Regions from separate parts of the Gossypium hirsutum genome. Here region 1 is linked to region 2. Evidence: chromatin contacts called from public Hi-C data. All regions are on one chromosome and are shown on one strand. Each heading gives the region's core, a stretch centred on a gene start, on an enhancer-like site or on the middle of the called end of the contact. The rest is flanking DNA. Distances are from core to core; before and after follow the strand shown. Region 1 holds the start of LOC107925439 (5'-deoxynucleotidase HDDC2). Region 2 holds the start of LOC121212254.

Region 1 (3,949 bases), core at 1,086-3,585, 150 kb after region 2:
TTCTAGGTTCATGTATCTACTATTTTGTTAAACCCCTGTCCCCTTAATCTTCATTTGCTTTCTTGGCCCATCCTCATCCACAAGATGGAACCTGTAAAGATATGGTCAGCCGGCCTTAACAGCCGAAAGAACTGCATCCTAAATGCATCTTATAAATATAGCATATAAAATTGTCTCAAATACAAGTTCTAAGAGAGAGATTCATTGTAGTGGAATATCCATTTAACACCTATCAACTAACAATCTATGACATTTGATATTTAATGGAAAATCATCTTTCAGGTGAAAAATATCTCTGCTGGTGTGTGTGTGTGTGTGAGCATGCATACACAAATGAATGCCATCATGTAGCATACCTTGTCAAAATCTTTCACAAGGTTAGCCTCCAGAGAAGCATTGTTTTCATATTCTACCCACAGTTCTTGGATCTCCTCAGCTGCAACTAACAAAATACCAAAATAAGACAAGCAGATGCAATAAACAAATAATTTAGCAACCCAAGATTTCCAAAAATAAAATTGGCTAGGAAGCACCTCTCATTCCTCCACCCAGAATTTTGCACATTTCAGTTAACGCTGCTTGCTCACGTCTGCTTTTTTCTTCTTTAGGAACACCACATGATGGTGTTATATCTCCAACAATAGCTGTAAAAATTGAAAACCTCAACCTAAGACTCAAACCATAAGTGCATCTTGTGTGTTTCTGTGCAAGCCAGATGTACATTGAAATATAGCATCAGATATGTGGTAGCTCAATATGCAACCTCCCCCACCAAACCCCACCCCCCTCCCAAAAAAAAAAAAAATTCAACCCATCACATAAAAATGCATGCAAGAAAAATCAAGATGGTTCTAAAAGTTCAACATTGTCAATTATCTTAGATTACCACAGTAGAACATCTATTGTACCTAATTAATAGGTTTACCTTTTCCCTCTTTTGAGGAAAACAACTTTTGTACCATTACTGATTTTAACATCATAAGTACTCGTATAGCATGGCTATTGCAAATTTGACGTACACTAATGATAATGATAGAAGATGCAGACATGGGACAGTACCTTCTGCAATATCATGGACAATTGCAATCTTAATACACCTGCAAAAGTTGAATGGATAAAAGACATAAAGCTTCCCTAATAACATCCAACAAAAGCATAAAGCAAAAAAAAAAAAAAAAGTTTGAAAAAAAAGAAAAGGCAAGAATAAAAAATCACATAAACTCATCTCCAACTTCTATTATAAGCTAAATCCGCTCAAAGAAAATAATACAAAAGAAATAGCTCATCCTCCTAACATTTCCATCAATTACCATGAAAGAAAAAGAAAATACATAAATCAGATTGACAAACTTGGAAGTTGATAATTTAATGAAGAACATGAGCCCTGACATATATCATATGATATGATGAGAGTGAACCTTTCTCTATTCACACCAGGAAGGTCGCCAGCGATCAAAGCCATCAACGCCATGCGGTACATATGGTCAGCAATTGATTCAGGACCCTTTATCCCGTGATTGATCCAACCCTTCCTTTTTGTGGTCTACAGGATTAACAAAGTCATCAGTAACTATAGTCTTTTCTTCCCTGAATGATTCAAATTGAAGACAGAGAGATACAAAGGTGGGGCTCAAGCAAAGATAACACCGCTCTACAAATATTTACCACGTAAAACCCAAGCTTAAATTTCTATTTGTAGCTCTTCGACCATGTTTGTTTACTCTTACTTGGTATCTAAACAGCTAATAGAGCTATTAAACTATACTCAATCGAAACAGAGCGAGAAGGAAATAGAACGAAGGGCAAAAGTTTATGTTTTCATTTATACCTTGAGACTGTGACACAATGTGAGAAAATCAATGGCGGAGGCCGACGTCGAATCGGCTGATCTCCCGGAGGAAGGTTTCTTGGATTTGGCAGAGACGATGATCCTCAGGGTGGGAGCGGGGGAGAAGTAAACGGGTCGAAAGGAGGAGGAGGAGAAGAAAGGGCAGCGCATGAAAGCGAGCGGCGGCTGTGGCGGCGGAGAGCGGCGAAGGGCGAAACGATGTAAGGGAGGTGCGCAGTGGGGAGAAGCAGAGAAAGCCATAATGGAAGGCGGAGGAAGGGGAGGGCGTACGCCGGAGATTTTAAAGGTTTGGTTTAATGGCTTTGCATGATGGAGGGGGTCCGAGAAACGAGGTCCGATTTGGTTGGGCTACCGATTAACTTTTGGTCTTAAATGCGAAAAATCAGGCTTTCTTCCTTTCTGAGTCTACTACGTTAAACGGATCCCATATTGCGACCCTTTTAAAAGGAACAAATAAAGGCCGTAGAAACCAACTCCTTTATTATGTTTTTCACTTTTTTTTCTAAAATTGAATTTATTTAAAACAGCTAGAGCTTTGGTGTAACTCAAAATGTTTACGGTGCAATTCATGGTTATTTAAGTTTTTTTATTTGAAATATAGGTTTCAAATTTTAGCTAAATTCATTTATATTTGTTTATAATCCCTTGGTTCAAGGGTAAAAATATTACATTGTAAGCATAAGAATTTGAATTCAATCTCAAGTAACTCTATTTCTTTATAAGTTAACTTGCTTCTCTAAATATCTAGAATGTGATTTATAAATATTAAAATTTACAAATAATCCTTAGTACTTGTTTAAAAAGCTTTTAGAATTGATGTTTTATATATCATAATATTAACTGTTGTGACTTTGATTGCTGCATGTTCAACAACAGATGGAACGATAGCTTTGGTGCAATCAAAGTCATTGGCTAAGGTATGGATCTACTTTGTTCGATATAGCTTCATGCCTATCTCACATAGTTCTACCATATCGATGGAACGAATGTTTTTGTTATATGCAATTATGACAGAAAAGTCTATCAATGTTGGAAAAATTATTCTTAAGGAGATCCACGATTGTGCTAGAAAAAAGGCAGGAAGTGTCTACTTTCCATCATTGATTACTTCACTTTGCTTAAGGGCCTAAGTTAAATCAAAAGCAAACTTGAAGGGCCAGTATGTTCAAGGTTGCATCACAAGGCATGATCTTGAAAGGTTAGTAGAGAATATCCATGAGTTAAACCCAATTGAATTGAGTGAACCAACTGAACCAAAAACTAATGAGTCATCAAATAAATCTTAACCGGAAGCTAACTCAGTTGATAAGACAAAAGGAGCAAAATCTGAAGAAGAACTGAACAATCCTGAATCAATAAAAGAACTAAACAACTCTAAACCAAGTGTGGAGCTGAATTCTGATGAGCCAGTTGAACCAAGTATTGATCCTGAATTGACTATTCCTATGCCTGCTTCTTCAAATGCTATGAAGAAATCAGAATTTTCAGTTATGATAAGCAGTCTTTATGACTCACTTCTCTTTTCTTACAACCCCACATGTGTTCAGTTTTCATTCATTACTTTGTTTTCGCAATGAGGATATTGTTTCTGTTTAAAGAGGAGGTAAGACAATATTTGCAAGAATTTTTAATATTTTCAAGTATGTTTTATTCTTTTCACATGAGTTTGCTGAAATAAATGAATGTTCAGAGGAAATTTCTGTTCATAAGTTAGTTCAAATGCAAGCATGATTTTTGATTTTATATAAGTTATTTTTATGTTATCTTGAGTTATGGAATGCTTGCATGTTCTCTAGTCTTATGTAGTACTTGCTATGAAATTTTAATTTCCTTGGAAATAGACATGCATGAAGGCTTAGTCTTTAAAATTAACTCAGTAACTTTCTCGAGGCGAAATCTTAGGAGGCATAAGAATCTAAATATGATTATCAAGTTTATTGTGTTAATGGGATCTACAAGGAACTAATCCTTTTGTGGGGGATTAACAAGTGGAGGTATGATTTATTAATTTTTATGAAGGGTTGTCTTAGCGGATCAGTTATTTAGGAGAGAAAGAACTTAAACCATAGGCTTGATGACCCTAGGAAGTCATTTAGGTAG
Region 2 (4,002 bases), core at 1,268-3,767:
AGTTATTAGGAAGATAAAATAATGGCTAAATGTAATATTTAAAATCTAATCATAGAAATGTTATATCGAAATTTCACATTACTTGGATGAAACACGAGTAACCAATAAATTTATGGGTAAAATATACCCAAGGTCATTAGTTATTAGTATGTTTACGTTTCGGTTTTTCATCTTTAAAAAGTTATAAATTAGTCACTGAATTATTGAAAGTTTTCATTGAAGCCACTGGGATATTAAAGTCGTTGTTATTTACATTTGATAGCTCAGTGACTTAAAATGAAAACTATTGAATAGTTTAGTGATCATTTTGTAACTTTTTGAAGATGAATGACCAAGATGTAAATTTTCTAATAATTTAATGACCTTAATTGTAATTTACCCTAAATTTATTCGGTGTGAAAACACTTTCACTTCGTTAGTTCGTTTCTTGTTCAGCCCAGGCCTAACTTCAGACCAAACAATGTTGAGTGGGCATTTTAAATTATTATTTGGGCCTCTCTTTTGGGCCTCTGTTAATTTTCAAGGTCCAATAATTCGAGTTCAATTTGTTTTTCATTTATATTTATACCAAGTTAAGATATTAATTCAATAAAAATATTATCTAAATATTTTTAATTAAAAAGATAAAAACTATTTTTATTTTAATAAAATTTAAAAAATAACTAATATATACATTCACGTCAAAGCTACTTATTATGATTTATGTAACTTAATCAATTCTTATTATTCTTTTTTAAATATTATAATTCTCAAAATGTAGATTTTATATATGACATATTATTTTTAAAATGCTACTCAAATGATGGGTGTGACAAATTCTAATATATTTTTATATATACATATTATATAAAAGATTTTTTATTTTAAAAAATCATAAAAAAGGAAAATAATATTGAAAATTAAATAAAAATAATTATTTTAGGGAAAAAAATAATTATAGATAAGATCCGAATAGTTTACTTATAATTTAGATGAATCAAAATCATTCTTAATTTTTAAACCTTATGTGATGGCATGATGATTAAGTGTATTCATTGTTCTCATGGGTTCGAGTTGCGTTTATTATTTGTGTTTTGCCTTATTATTGTAATTTCAACGAAACACAATTTTCATTCTATATTAAACTTATTATATCAAATATAAATCTTATTTATATTAAATAAAATACTAAATTAGTCAAATATGTAAAAAAGAAAACATTAATTGATAAAATAAGTCAACTTTTTAAAAATTTAGTGAAATAGACGAACTTTCTTACTCACATTTAACCTAAATAAAAAGCTTAATTTAGAAATTAATCCCTCTCAATTTGTTAATTAAGCTGCAATGAAACCTTCCCCCCATTTCTATTTCATTGCCATTCCTATTACAAAAATGAATGGCTATGAACACCCATTTAAGTCCCCATAAATCTTTGAAATTGTTTGAAAATTTAGCTTTGGCTTTAAAGACTAAAACTTTCAACTTCTTCACCGACGACAATAATCGCAACAACAACTCTTCCTTCAATTTCGTTAAAGAATTCATCATCGACCCAAAAATTATCATCATTAAGTCAAATCCGTTGTCAAATTATTCTTCTTCTCCTCGATGAACGACAATTTCCACTTGGAACCATCGATACCCAACCTTGAATATCGAGACGGATTCACCTAAGTTTCAAACCTTCAAATATTTTTGAAGTTTTCTGCAACTTGAAAAGAGGTGTGAACGAGAGATTGAGAGGGAGGAGAGGTTACTACATTATTAGATTAAATTATTTTAATTTAATTCTAATGTTAATTACTGATGAATTATGTTATGAAAATATCAAAGGCAGATACATGGCATCATCTCAATGTCTAGATTGATTTTTTAAATGGTGGTTTATTTTTGGATTAAAAACCATAACGTTTTAATACTTAATTGAAAAAAAAAAATTAGGTACTAAAGTGAGAAAAAGACATACTTCAAGGGCCAATTTATAAATTAAGCCTAAATAAAATCCAAATACTCACCATTATATTTATTACTACTTTCTATAAAACGACCTCATCACCATATAAATAAAAGGACGACCATATGACCGTAATGACTCTTTTTCTGCAATGCTACGCAAAAGCTTTGCCATTTTTTTTTCATTTCTTTTTTTTTTGGGTTTATTTAAATTCCATGCTTCTGGTTCAAAAAAAATTAGAAATTAATCCCTTTATTTTAATTTATTAATGATAGTTATACTTTACAAAAAATAAAAAGTTAGTACAATTATTAGTAGATATATGAACTTTAATTATTGATTTTTACTAATTAGCTGCATTTAAATTATTAAATTATTAATTTTTACTAATTCCTCATAAATAAATTATCGAGTTGATATTTTCAGATCATCAATTTAATAATAAGGTTTAATTGAACTAAATTCAACTTTTTTAAAGTATTAGATAGATTAAATTCTCAATTTTGTAAAGTAGAGGGATGAAATTTAGAATTAAATTTTTTATTTAATTCCCCTGTTTGCCTACTACTTTCACTCCCACTCTATTTTGCCAAGTTCTAAAGACAGAACCTCAAATGACAATAATACCCATGTAGAAATATTCTTATCCCATCCAAATCAAAGGAAACCCCTCTTTGATTTATCTTAAAGAACTGTCCTTTTTCGTCCATCGAAAAAATAGACCTGCCATTTTTCTCTGCTATTTTCCATTATTACCAAACAAAGAGTTTCTTCCATTAAAAAAAGAAAAAAGAAAAAAGAAAAAAAAAAGGAAAAAGGAAACTGAATTCTTCGACGGAGAGAAGGGTTAGGCGTTATGGATGGCAATACTACGGAGGCCGAGCGGTGGTTGACGATTGCGGAGAAGCTCTTGGCGGCGCGTGATTTGCACGGGACCAGAACCTTCGCGATCCGAGCTCGTGAATCGGCCCCTATCCTCGCCGACCAAATCCTAGCCGTGACGGACACTCTCATAACGGCTCAATCTAACCCTCAAGACTGGTACGGGATCCTCCAACTCGTGCCGTTAACTCAGTCCATGGAAGTTGTGGCGAGTCAGTATAGGAAACTCGCCCTTCTTTTGAATCCTGGGAGGAACAGGCTCTCTTTCGCAGATCAGGCGTTTCGATTTGTTTCCGAAGCGTGGAATGTGTTGTCGAACCCTTCTAAGAAGGCCGTTTACGATAACGAGTTGAGGCTCCTTCAATTTGGTCAGGTGAGTCAACTCGGTCAGCAGCAACAACAACAACCACAGATGCAGCAACAGCAGCTGCAACCGCAACCGCAGCCGCTTTTCATGCAACCGCAGCCGCCGCCCCCGCCGAAAGAAACGCAAACGCTGTTCATGCAATCGCCGCCACAGAAAGAAACGCAGGCGCAAGTTACGCAACCGTTATTCATGAGAAGGAGCCCTAGAAATACTGATAAAGATGGGAATGCCGCTTTAGAAGGAGAGGAGCAGTTGGGATTAAAGAATAAATCGCCGGAGCAAAATCGGCCGGCTGAGCCAACATGGAGGAAGCAAATGAGTCAGATCAGTTTAGCTGGGTCGAGTCAGGTGAATCGGACAGGATCGGTTGGTTCGAGTCAGATTAGTCAGGCGAGTGAGGTTAATCGGCCTGAGCCGATTCGGATGAGCCAGATTAATCAAATAGGAACCGATATCTCGAGTCAGTTTAATAGGGATGAGCCAACTCGGACGGGTCAAATTAACCAGACAACAACTCCTCCTCATAGGGGGAATAGTCAGACAGAGCCAACTAGTGTGACTCGGCCTAGTGAAGCCGCTGAGTCAGAGGAGCTGACTTTCTGGACGGCTTGTCCGTACTGTTACATTCTCTATGAATACCCGAAGTTGTACGAGGATTGCACACTGAGGTGTCAGGCTAAGAACTGCAGGAGAGCTTTTCATGCGGTTGTGATACCGCCGCCACCCGTGAATGGAAAGGATTCGCGTTTCAGCTGCTGGGGGTTTTTCCCATTAGGATTTTCGAGGGGCGATCAATTTCCCAGTTGGTCACCCATTT

What was found. Hi-C and Micro-C count contacts between places; a contact is called where the count stands out from the background.
Region 1: a contact with region 2 is called in a Hi-C map of leaf, with 2.2 times the contacts expected there. The contact joins the promoter of LOC107925439 here to the promoter of LOC121212254 in region 2. A contact is called at or near these places in 10 of 34 Hi-C or Micro-C datasets (callus, fibers, leaf and 1 more).

Annotation. Positions count from the first base shown.
Region 1 is chrA13:7,348,454-7,352,402 of Gossypium_hirsutum_v2.1, forward strand. LOC107925439 (5'-deoxynucleotidase HDDC2) reads right to left here and starts at 2,336. Exons shown (of 8, transcript XM_016856127.2): 1 at 1,829-2,336; 2 at 1,419-1,543; 3 at 1,060-1,097; 4 at 534-644; 5 at 357-436. The coding sequence starts at 2,089.
Region 2 is chrA13:7,193,782-7,197,783 of Gossypium_hirsutum_v2.1, forward strand. It overlaps LOC121212254, which reads left to right and starts at 2,518. Exons shown (of 1, transcript XM_041084666.1): 1 at 2,518-4,002. The coding sequence starts at 2,793.